Regions from separate parts of the Mus musculus genome. Here region 2 is linked to region 1. The links are chromatin contacts, called in public promoter capture Hi-C maps. All regions are on one chromosome and are shown on one strand. The core of a region is the stretch at or near the end of the contact, and the rest is flanking DNA. Distances in the headings are between cores, read along the strand shown.

What was found. Promoter capture Hi-C pulls out the DNA fragments that hold promoters and counts their contacts.
Region 2: a promoter capture Hi-C map of hippocampal neurons shows a contact between it and region 1, with 3 times the contacts expected there. The contact joins the promoter of Nrg3 here to the enhancer-like site in region 1. A contact is called at or near these places in 2 of 39 promoter capture datasets (hippocampal neurons and liver), 2 of 484 Hi-C or Micro-C datasets (cerebellar granule neurons and cerebral cortex) and 2 of 115 datasets of contacts at active chromatin or transcription factors (embryonic forebrain and forebrain).

What each region holds. Positions count from the first base shown.
Region 1 is chr14:38,699,533-38,704,779 of GRCm38.p6, reverse strand. All of the region lies in intron 2 of Nrg3 (neuregulin 3), which reads left to right. Among named protein-coding and RNA genes, the nearest start is that of Nrg3os, 200 kb to the left of the region's middle. Within about 2 kb of position 2,124, at least 8 of the 459 cell types and tissues checked have an H3K27ac peak or open chromatin away from gene starts, as enhancers often do. A contact at or near this core is called in hippocampal neurons, where this site is marked.
Region 2 is chr14:39,469,989-39,475,235 of GRCm38.p6, reverse strand. Nrg3 (neuregulin 3) reads left to right here and starts at 2,148. Exons shown (of 10, transcript NM_008734.3): 1 at 2,148-3,264. The coding sequence starts at 2,436. LOC432842 (a long non-coding RNA gene) reads right to left here and starts at 2,807. Exons shown (of 1, transcript NR_131973.1): 1 at 1-2,807.

The DNA of each region.
Region 1 (5,247 bases), core at 875-3,374:
TAAGACAGAGTTCACTTAAATCACCCTGAAGAGAAGTAACCAAATTAAAGAGTCTTAAGAAAATAATTATTTCTATTCCGAAGTCCATGCTTCTAGAGTATCCTGCACCTTGTCTCAAAAATTCTGCAGTTAATCATACTGTTATTATTCCAAAAAAGGTCATTCATGCTCTCTCCCCTCTCAGCAAGGAGGGGATTATGCATATGAACTTTCAGTTCTCAGAGACAAAACGGTGTCACACCAATTTTACATTAATGGATTGTCCACAGTATTCAAAGGTGAATGGGCAAAATGTGGTGTCACCAAGAAGCTAAAGAACTTCCTGTCCATCAGTAAGAAGAATGTTATCGCATTTCAGCATGACTGCGAGAGGCCCTGAAGCTGGTTAAGTGGCACAGGATCTAGAAAGAGGCAAAGAGCAAAAAGGCTGAGCACTGACTGGGGGACAGAGGCTCCTGAGGGATGGTGGCCTCTGAATTTGATTTCAGAAGGTGATCTAGTAATGTGTCACTCTGTAGTTGGCCTGAGTTTCCAGAAACCATCACTACCTGTCGTTTTTGGATGAATGAGCAATTTCCTGAGGCTGTGGCCATCCAGCTCTGCGTGGTTTCAGTGAAGCGTGCCTGCCCTATTGCATAAAAGGCAGAGGATTAGAAAAGAAAATGCCTTCAACACTGAACAGCGAATGTGTCAAGAACTCCAGCTTCTCAGCCACACACAGGGAGAGGAGACTTCCATGTAATTTGAAAGACACTCTCAAGTAGCTGCTTGGATTCTTCTCTCCTCCTTACCCACAGCACTCCCTTGTGACTAAAATCCCAAAGCATCTAGATTTAGACCACATTTGTCTGTTTGCTTAGGAAATGTTTCCTTATGTATTATTTGCATGATAGGAGGATAAAAGGTATGATAGATGTAAGAAAAAAATGTAAACTTAATTTGCTGTTCCTACAGAACATATTAGTGCTGCAAAAGCTGCTTCAAAGGTAAGAAGCTTACAAATAATGCTAGTAATACCTCCCTTCGGAATGTAAGTAAGAAAAGGAGTTGAACAGATACTTTGAACGGATTAAGAAAATATAAATAGTGGCTGAGAAAATTAATCTTAGAATTATAAGAATCAAATTTTGAAGAACAAAAATGAGGAAAAATAGCATTTTCACTGACTAACATTAGTCCTTTTAATTGTGTTATTTTATTGAGTCATAGCATAGTGGTTGGTGAATCTGGTTTCAGACAAAGAAGTGAGTCTCAGGTCTATAAGATACAAAATAAACATCAAACTAATCTGATGATCATGAAAGACAAATGAGGCTGCATGTAAATGCCTGGTTCAGAGACCATAAGTGATTAGCTGCTATCTAACCTGTCAGCTCTGTCAATAGCAGTACTCAGTAATTTGCTTCAAATTCTAAAGAGTGGGGTGGGGGCGGCCATTTAAAGCACTTACTTCTTTTACAGATGACCTGAGTCAAATCCTAGCATCTACATGGTGATGGTGCATAACCACCTGTCATTCCAGCAGTTCATGTGTGTATAATGTCTGTTCTCTCTCTCTTCCTCCCTCTCGCCCCCACCATGTGGTGTGTGTGTGTGTGTGTGTGTGTGTGTGTGTGTGTGTGTGTCTGTGTGCACAAGCATGTTGTGATTCCCTAGCAATACTTCTAACTATATGCAGAATGTCTATGTTGGTCCACACATTAGCTCAAACATACCAGGGACAAGTGACATTGCTAACTGTCACGTTCTGAGGCTTTTCAATCAGGAAGATGTTACTATATCTGTGGAGGCTTAGCAGGCTAGAGTTCATGTACACCCTGACTTGACAGATAGTGCAAGTGAAAATCATTTTCAACAAGGCTGGAAATGGATTCATCTCGGTCCTATCGTAGACAGAGAAGTACACTGTAAGTTTCTACCAGAGAACACCAGCTTGAAATATGTGAGGCTTGTCACTCTAGGAAAATGCTGATATGGGAAGGAGTGTGCAGTAGAAATGTGAACGCATGCATGCTAAACTGAACGTTTGCCAGGATTATTAACGCATCACTTTGATGAGCCAAGAATTTCCACTTTTTCCCTACAGGAGAGGACCTCTCCAATCGTCTGAGGCAGAAAGAGGGCAGAGCATTTTATTTTAAGAATAACACATTTCAACTTGAAGAAAGAACTGTAGCTAGGTTTTGACAGAGCCTGTTGGGAAGTAGAGGCAAAGATGATATTTCATAAGTGTTGGTATTACAATTAGATCTCTTTGTGTAGATGCCTTCTGATCATCTATTTAGCATAATGTCAGCTGGCCTGGAGAATCATTTCTTTTTTATAAACCATCTGCTTTGTTGCAAGAGCCTCTTTAGAGGACACATGCAGGCAAAACATTCATTCGCTTTTCAAAATCATCCTCTGTGTTCTTTTTTCTACATCCTGTAGCCTGAATCGTAATTTTAGAGAGACCTAGGAAAATGCAGGCAGTGCAGCAAAAGAAATAAATAAATGATCACAAGAAATCATTTGATTGAAGATTTTATCCATGCAGCAGTGACCTTATTGTCTGGAGACACATCTCTCACCTCTATTGGGGAAGGAAACTCTACTCTTGAAATCATAGGTCTTGGATCCCTAACAGTGCCTGCTGATATTCAATTTCCCTGATTTAATTTGGAACTGATAACAATCAGACTGAATGTGGAAATATTTCTTAAACTCCTAAGCATTGAAGGAATAACAATTTCAATATTTGTATGTATTTAAATCACTTCAATGTTAAGTAATGATTTATTGCTAAAAATCTAGTTAGCACCAGTCACTAAGGGTTTTTTTTTTTTTTTTTTTTTTTTTTTTTTTTTTTTTTTTTTTTTTTTTTTTTGGTGATTTTCTAAATTCTTCCCTGGCAGATTTTTTCATTTTTTCACATCTAGCTGTTTGCTGAATCCACATATATCTGCATGCACAGTTAATCTAGTGTAATTATTAGGCATAGAATTGTTAGCTAGGATAGTCTTCCTACCCTGAAAACATAGTGTCTATGTCTATGTCACAGATCTGTCACTGTTACCATGCCTCTTACCTAATTAGAATGACAGGCTGCCCTAAGTCTTTTTGGGGTGCCCCAGTTTGGTTGCTTCTACAGTGTCCAGAAACTGTTGAAAGGCAAAGAACATCAACATCAATCCAGGAATGTGCAGACAGTGTCTTGTCATCAAGCCAAGGTTCTTATAAACACAACCCAATGCTCCTAGAAACAGTTCATGGAGCTTGAAAGATTGTTCAGTGATTAAGAGCATATGCTACTCGTACAAATGACTCATGACTCATATTTGGCTACCAGCATCCATAGGAGGCAAGTCACAAGACCTGTAACTCCAGTTGTCAGGAGCCTCATGACACCTCTGGTCTTCATGAGAGCCTACACTCATACAAACAAACCCACATACCAAAAACCATATGCACACATAATGGCAAATAGTAAAAATATATCTTTATTTAAACGAACAGTTCACTACACTCTAAAGAGTCGTGAAAATTTTAAACCATACTACACACATAAGGGAAAATGTAGCCATTCTTCAAATAGCTGCTCTCTTGATAGTAATAGCAGCACACTGATGTCATCTGTTTCTATATATTCAGTGCTTTGGAGTTGTCTAAGTGCTTTAAAGCATATTGTCTCACAACAGTGTCTACTTATACCCAACCCATCCTTGTTCTCAGTAATTAAACTTAAATATTATAGAGCGTAACAACTCAAGCTCCATACTAGCTTATTATTTTTTTGAAAATCTACTAAGTACAGAACTATATTCTCTTTTTTATCATGTATCATTTCAAACACAGAACTATGTTATTGTTTTCATTTGTAAATCTAATAAGCAGAGCTCAAGATGTTGGCTAGCCTCTCAAGACTCCTGGGAGAGGTGGGAATTGAACGAATGTTAGCCCTCTGAACTTGTACAGCATGTCCTGTGTACTTCCTATACTCATACCCTGCATCAGCCTGTGAGACTAATTCTGCAAGCTCTTTGACAGAAACGAGGCTGTGTTGACAAGAGGGCCACACAGCAACTGCTGGGCTGTGATGTGTTTTATCTTGGAAAAGATAATGAATACGTAATGATTGCCTGGTGAATTCTACTACTGCCCATCCTGGGAGCTGGCAGTAACAGCTGATTCACTTTATGAAACCAGGTCAGGTTGCAAAAAAAAAAAAAAAAAAAAAAAAAAATCAATGGATTGAGGTGTGGAAGAAAAAAAAAAGTACAACAGCTGCAGGAAACAAATTACTTTTAAATTTTGCCTCTATAATTTCAAAACCCAAAGGAACTTATTTTGAAATTGAGGTCAAAAAGTAATATCCAAGAAATGTACCTGAATTTTTAAAGAGTATTTGGCCCCAGTGAAACCTAACACACGGGGATGTGTTTATTTTAGAGACGTTCTGTTTGTAAATACACACAGCTCTTCTGTGGTTGAGAGCAAGAACGGGAAAGTTGAAGAGCCTTGTGGGAGAAGTGGGTAGTATCTGAAATACGTATTAATAGGAAGCAGAACCCAAAGCCTTGATCCCTCGCTCTGGAGTTTAGTAGTTTTAGGCTAGACTTGTGCATTAAAACCATCAGAGATGATGGTTTCCTACTAGCCCAGGTGGTTCCCCTGTCTTTTTCTCTCACTTGAAACTTGAGAGCACGCAGGGGTTTCTATGTGGTTCCTTGACTGAGCCATACTTAGTGAGTAGTAATCTTGCTAAAGTGAAGGTTCGTTGGAAATAGTAACAAGGAATCTCCAGAAGATGTAGATCCCTGTGATAAGGTGGAAGTCTTAAAGTATGATGATTTGCATACAGTTTTTAACAGTAGCCTGCAAGTATTAATGCGCTGCCCAAGATCCCTCTGTTTCTGCCTCAGAGAACTTTTCTCTATGTTGCTATTTATTCTACTTTTTTTGTGGTCCATTTATGAATTTATTGGACTCTAAGTAAAAGAGAAAGAAAGGTGGAAAGACATAGAAAGGTTTTAGTTAAGTGTTATACAAAGTACTTTTTTAGTTGAAAATGTATTTTTAACTAATTTTATTAATCATTTTATTTGTTGACATTTCAAATGATATCCTCCTTCCCGGTTACCCCTTCACAAACCCCCATCCCATACTCCCTCTCTTCTCTCCCCTTTGGCTCTATGAAGGTGCTTTTCTACCCAACTACTCACTCCCACCATTCTCTTCTAGCATCCCCCTGTGTTAGGGCAACAAACC
Region 2 (5,247 bases), core at 899-3,398, 770 kb before region 1:
GGAAGAAGGCAAAGAACACAGAATACTGGGGGTGGGATTTGGGAGGGATGATGATGAACTAAGTGTGGAAAAGAAATCTTCTTTCTCAAGTGTCAACAGCAGCACCTACTACAATGTGGAAATGCTTTTATTTTACTGCATGAGAAGGCACGGAGCAGATGCCTGTCAGCCCACAGAAGGTTAAGACATTTTTACTTGTGTCTTGCATCAGAAAGCCAAAGGAGTATGGATTTAATGTTTTGTTGTTGTTTGTTTGTTTTGCTTGTTTCCCCATTGAAATTCTGGAAGGCATCATTCTGCCCTACTGGGTTAGGGCATGTTTGGTTAAATTAAAAACCAAAGATTTTCCTATGGGGTAAGTCTCAGTGTTAGAGCTGAAAGAGGTGACAGCCACATTACTGCCATCAAAAAGTAATTTATTAATCACGCCTGTGCAAAGAACTCTGGTAGGCACAATCCCTCAAGGGCTTCCTGTTTGAACGTATTCTCTGCACTCTGCCATCTCCTTAGATTAGCATTTTCTTTTGCTCTTAACGTGTGAATAAAATGGATACCTAGGAAACTTCGTCTTTGTGGAGTGCATCACAGGACAGGACAATGCTGACTGCATTCTCGGACAGCCCTGGGAGGTACGTGATAAGAAAGATGCCATTCTCACTCTCCCATCCTTGCATGACACTTGTAAAAAATAAATAAATGAAAAAAAAAAGCCTCTTTCGTTTCTACCTTAGCCGAGAAATCTGGGTAGGGTGGGAAGCATCGCTTTACAGGACCAGCGTATGTATATCATGGTAGCCCTGGCTCTTGCCCGTTTCCTGTCTGTGCTATACCTGGTCCTCAGGGAGGTACCACAGTGTACCCGAGATTGGAAATACTCTGATCTCCCTCTACCAAAAGGAAGAAACCGGCTATGAAATTTAAGAGACTAGCCAGCATCTTTTCTCATCTTCGCCTCTCGCCTTGTTTCCCAGGGCGTACCTACATTTAAAGATAATACTTTTTAAAAGGTAAGTTAATGGCTTCGAGATCTGATCACAGAAAGGTCGTCTGCTTCAGCAGCAGCTCTCAGCAACTCCAAAGCAAAGGTGGTTCTCTGTCCAGCCGCACCGCGGCGGGGCAGGGGAGCTCAGAGGCGCCCTCCCACCTAACACGCCCGTGCGCATTCTCCCAGCAGCTTCAGTGTCTGACCCCGCAGGATCCACACCAGAGACCTGTTCACGGCTGCTCCACAGAGCTCCTAGTGCCGTACTTCTCCAACGGGGGTCCGCTTGGATCATTTATTTATCTAGCACACAGTAAGACAGCACCATTAGGTGTTGGTGGGAGGCGCAACTCTGCCCGAATCCCACCCTGTCCGCGGCGACTCTACACACAAACACACACACACATACACCCGAAGCCGCCTGGTTGAGTGCAAGAAAACGCTTGGAGCAGCGGTCACGACGTCCGGGACCCCTGTCGCTATCTCCCATTTTTGCTAGCCCGGGTCGGCCAGGCAGCGTCACCGGAGCTGTTTGGTATCCTCTGCGTGCTGGTCGGGGTGCGCCCCGGGGTACCCCGCTCCTGAGCGGCGGGGTAGCTTGCTGGAGTTTGACTCACGGTGGCGGCGGCAGTAGCGGCGCAGAGCCGCGGGCGGCGGGAGCGAGGCGAGCCCGGTCGCTCGCCCTCCGCGCTGCTCTAGGATTGGTTTCTCCCGGAGAGCGTTGACCGAGGGTTGGCTGCGGGCCGGCTGAAGAACAGGTGCACCTCATCGCCCAGGCTCGCCGAGTAACCACCGTGCAACGCTGCGTACGGGCTGGGCGAGGGGCTGCTAGGTTGGCCCCCTGTGTCGGAATGCGGCTTGTCGGCGCCCAGCATCCAGCTACTGCTCGCCGGGGCCCCTGAGGGTGACGTGAGGATTTGAGGTGGGGACAGCGGCGGTGCGGCCGGACGCCCCAGGGAGCGGGCCGGGCGCGGCGCACCGAGGATGCCGGCGAGGCTGGAGCGCACACAGGCGGCGGGCAGCATCAGCACCAGCGGCAGCATCAGCATCAGCATCCAAGGCAGCATCAGCATCAGCATCAGCGGCAGCATCAGCACCACCGGCAGCCGAGGGACCCCGTCGCGCAGGAGGCACCTAGGCGGGCTGCAGACTCGCCCCGCCGCTCCCTGACCGGCCGGCGGCGCCCGGGCCGGTCTCGCCCCTCTACCGAGCGCCTCGCCGCCCCCTCCCCGGCCCGCGTCCCCTCCCCCGTCCTCTCCTCCCCGCCCGCCGCCCGCCTCTCGGGGGGAGGGGCGTGGGGGCAGGGAGCCGATTTGCATGCGGCCGCCGCGGCCGCTGCCTGAGCCGGAGCCCGCCGCCGCCGGAGCCCGCGCCCGCGCCCGCGCCCGGCCCGCGCGGCCCCATGCCTCTGGCGCGGCCCTCGGGGGGGCGAAGGTGAAGATCGGCTCCTAGGATGAGTGAAGGGGCGGCCGGTGCCTCGCCACCTGGTGCCGCTTCGGCAGCCGCCGCCTCAGCCGAGGAGGGCACCGCGGCGGCTGCGGCGGCGGCGGCGGCGGGCGGGGGCCCGGACGGCGGCGGAGAAGGGGCGGCCGAACCTCCCCGGGAGTTACGCTGTAGCGACTGCATCGTGTGGAACCGGCAGCAGACGTGGTTGTGCGTGGTGCCTCTGTTCATCGGCTTCATCGGCCTGGGGCTCAGCCTCATGCTGCTTAAATGGATCGTGGTAGGCTCCGTCAAGGAGTACGTGCCCACGGACCTGGTGGACTCCAAGGGAATGGGCCAGGACCCCTTCTTCCTCTCCAAGCCCAGCTCTTTCCCCAAGGCTATGGAAACCACCACAACAACCACTTCTACCACGTCCCCCGCCACCCCCTCTGCCGGCGGCGCCGCTTCTTCCAGGACGCCTAACCGGATTAGCACCCGCTTGACCACCATCACACGGGCACCCACCCGCTTCCCTGGGCACCGGGTTCCCATCCGGGCTAGCCCGCGCTCTACCACAGCACGGAACACTGCTGCCCCTCCGACGGTCCTGTCCACCACGGCCCCTTTCTTCAGTAGCAGCACGCCCGGCTCCCGACCCCCGATGCCAGGAGCCCCCAGTACGCAGGCGATGCCTTCCTGGCCCACTGCGGCGTATGCTACCTCCTCCTACCTCCACGATTCCACTCCCTCCTGGACCCTGTCACCCTTTCAGGATGCTGCTGCCGCCTCTTCCTCCTCACCCTCTTCCACCTCCTCCACTACCACCACCCCAGAAACTAGCACCAGCCCCAAATTTCGTAAGTAGACGCCTGGCCATGCCGTGCTTCACTGCCAAGTTTTTTTCTGCTCTCCAGCTTTCCTTTCTGCTGGTTGTCACTTCCCCATGCACGTTTGGGGCAGAGTGTGAGGCTATGATTAAAACTAGCCTCAAGGGGGCCAAAGGTGCGGGTCTATGCTGTGCCTGTGTGCGGAATAGGGGCATCAGGCGAACTAAGGATATCTCTGAGCTAGGGTTCATACTTCAGTGGGTCCCAAATGAGAATAGACTCCTGTCTCCAATCAAAGGGTTAAGGCGAGTCCAAATCCTCACTGCAGATTTGAGAGTGAGCCCAGGTTGTGTTCCCCTTACTGGCCTGGGAGAGATGGTGCACCCAACCCTTCCCGCCCTCCTGTGGGAAGCTTTTCTAAGCACAGCCAAAACTGGCCTATGAAAGACCACAAAGGGAAGTTATGACCAGTGGAGGGGGGAGGGCGGGGGTGGGAGGAGATTGGATGCAGGTATTTGGTAGTGATGTCCTCAGGAGATAGCTGCCTACTATTCCAGCTTCCCCTGCTCAGGCAGAGACTAAGAAGGATTAATTAGAAGCCATTCAGAGAGCTAGGGAAAAGAGGTGCTCCCAGAAGGACCCCTCCCCTCAACCTGTCCCTGGCCATTGCCAGGTGTGGAAATTGGTGGAAATTGCTTCTGTGGCCACTGGAGTGAGTTAACTGCGAAGAAATGCAAAGGGGACTCTGCAGAGCTGCGGGCCCCCAGGGTCCTGAAAAAGTAGGAGGGCTTTTCTTCCTTCTTTTTTTTTTCCTTTCCCCAGCTGTGCCAAGCATTTGCTTTTGTTCCTTTCCCAGAGGGGTGAGGGGTGTAAACCTGATTTCCTCCTCCTCCCAGCTGGAAAGGATAAGCAGACTAGGACCCGGTTTAGTACAATGTCCAAGCTCTTTGTAATATGTCAGCCTTTGAATATAACATTTCAACCTGGTTCAGTCGGTGCCAACAGTGGCCAGTGTACCCCTAAATATGGTCACTTTTTCTTTGGAACTGTAAGCTTTCTATTTTTATCAACATTGCAGGTAACTAATTGACCTCCACCCCACCCTCTCCCCTTAGTGAACAGAAATTGCAGGAACCTTCTGTTTGTACCTGAGGATCAGGATGGAAGAAGACATGTATAACCTGTGAAGGTTATTCAGGACAAGCCCCCAGTATGTCAGCTCAAGTTCCAAGCACAGCTATTCTGGAGAAAAAAAAGAAAGAAAGAAAGAAAGAAAGAAAGAAAGAAAGAAAGAAAGAAAGAAAGAAAGAAAGAAAGAAAGAAAGAAAGAGAAAAGAAAGGAAAGAGAAAAAAAAGCAAAGAAAAGAATGGGTCTGGATTTGTTGCCTTCATGCTGTATTTGTATTTATGTTTTGAGCTGAAACATCTGGGCAAAAGAGTGTTCCTCTTTATCTGCTCAGTGGGGGAAGAAATCAGATGGTGGCTTTCAGTTGTGTTAATTTTATGTTTCCCTGACCCACGATCTTACCTTGGGTGTTATTTAACCTTTGTGACTTTTTTCCTTTTTAAATTTACTGTACTTGTAAGTAAGGAGTAGGGAACAAAGACTTTTGCTTTTACTCTGCCTTAGAAAATTGCATTTATACCTCGATGGCCAGTGGAAGACAGAAAGGCAAAGAGAAGGAAGCTTCCTGCCACAAATGAGAATGGCTGTAGAGCCCAGCACTGTGCAGCTTTCTTCTGCTGTGCTGGGCATGATTTCTGAGGGCCCATTTTCCAGAAGAGGGAGGGTGCTAGGCTCTCCTTTCAACAAATCTAGCTTGAGTGGTGTAAAAGGATAAGGGGTGGTGCATGTGAGCACATTCATTGGGCAGAAATAGGTTCCTATCTATCTTGAAGACCTTAGAATCTTCATCTGTTCTGTAGCAGTTGATATGAATAATGGATTGTAGATTTACTTCCCATCCCCGGGGCTGTAGGGCACACATTGGGGCATTTCCCTGTTCTTTCTGT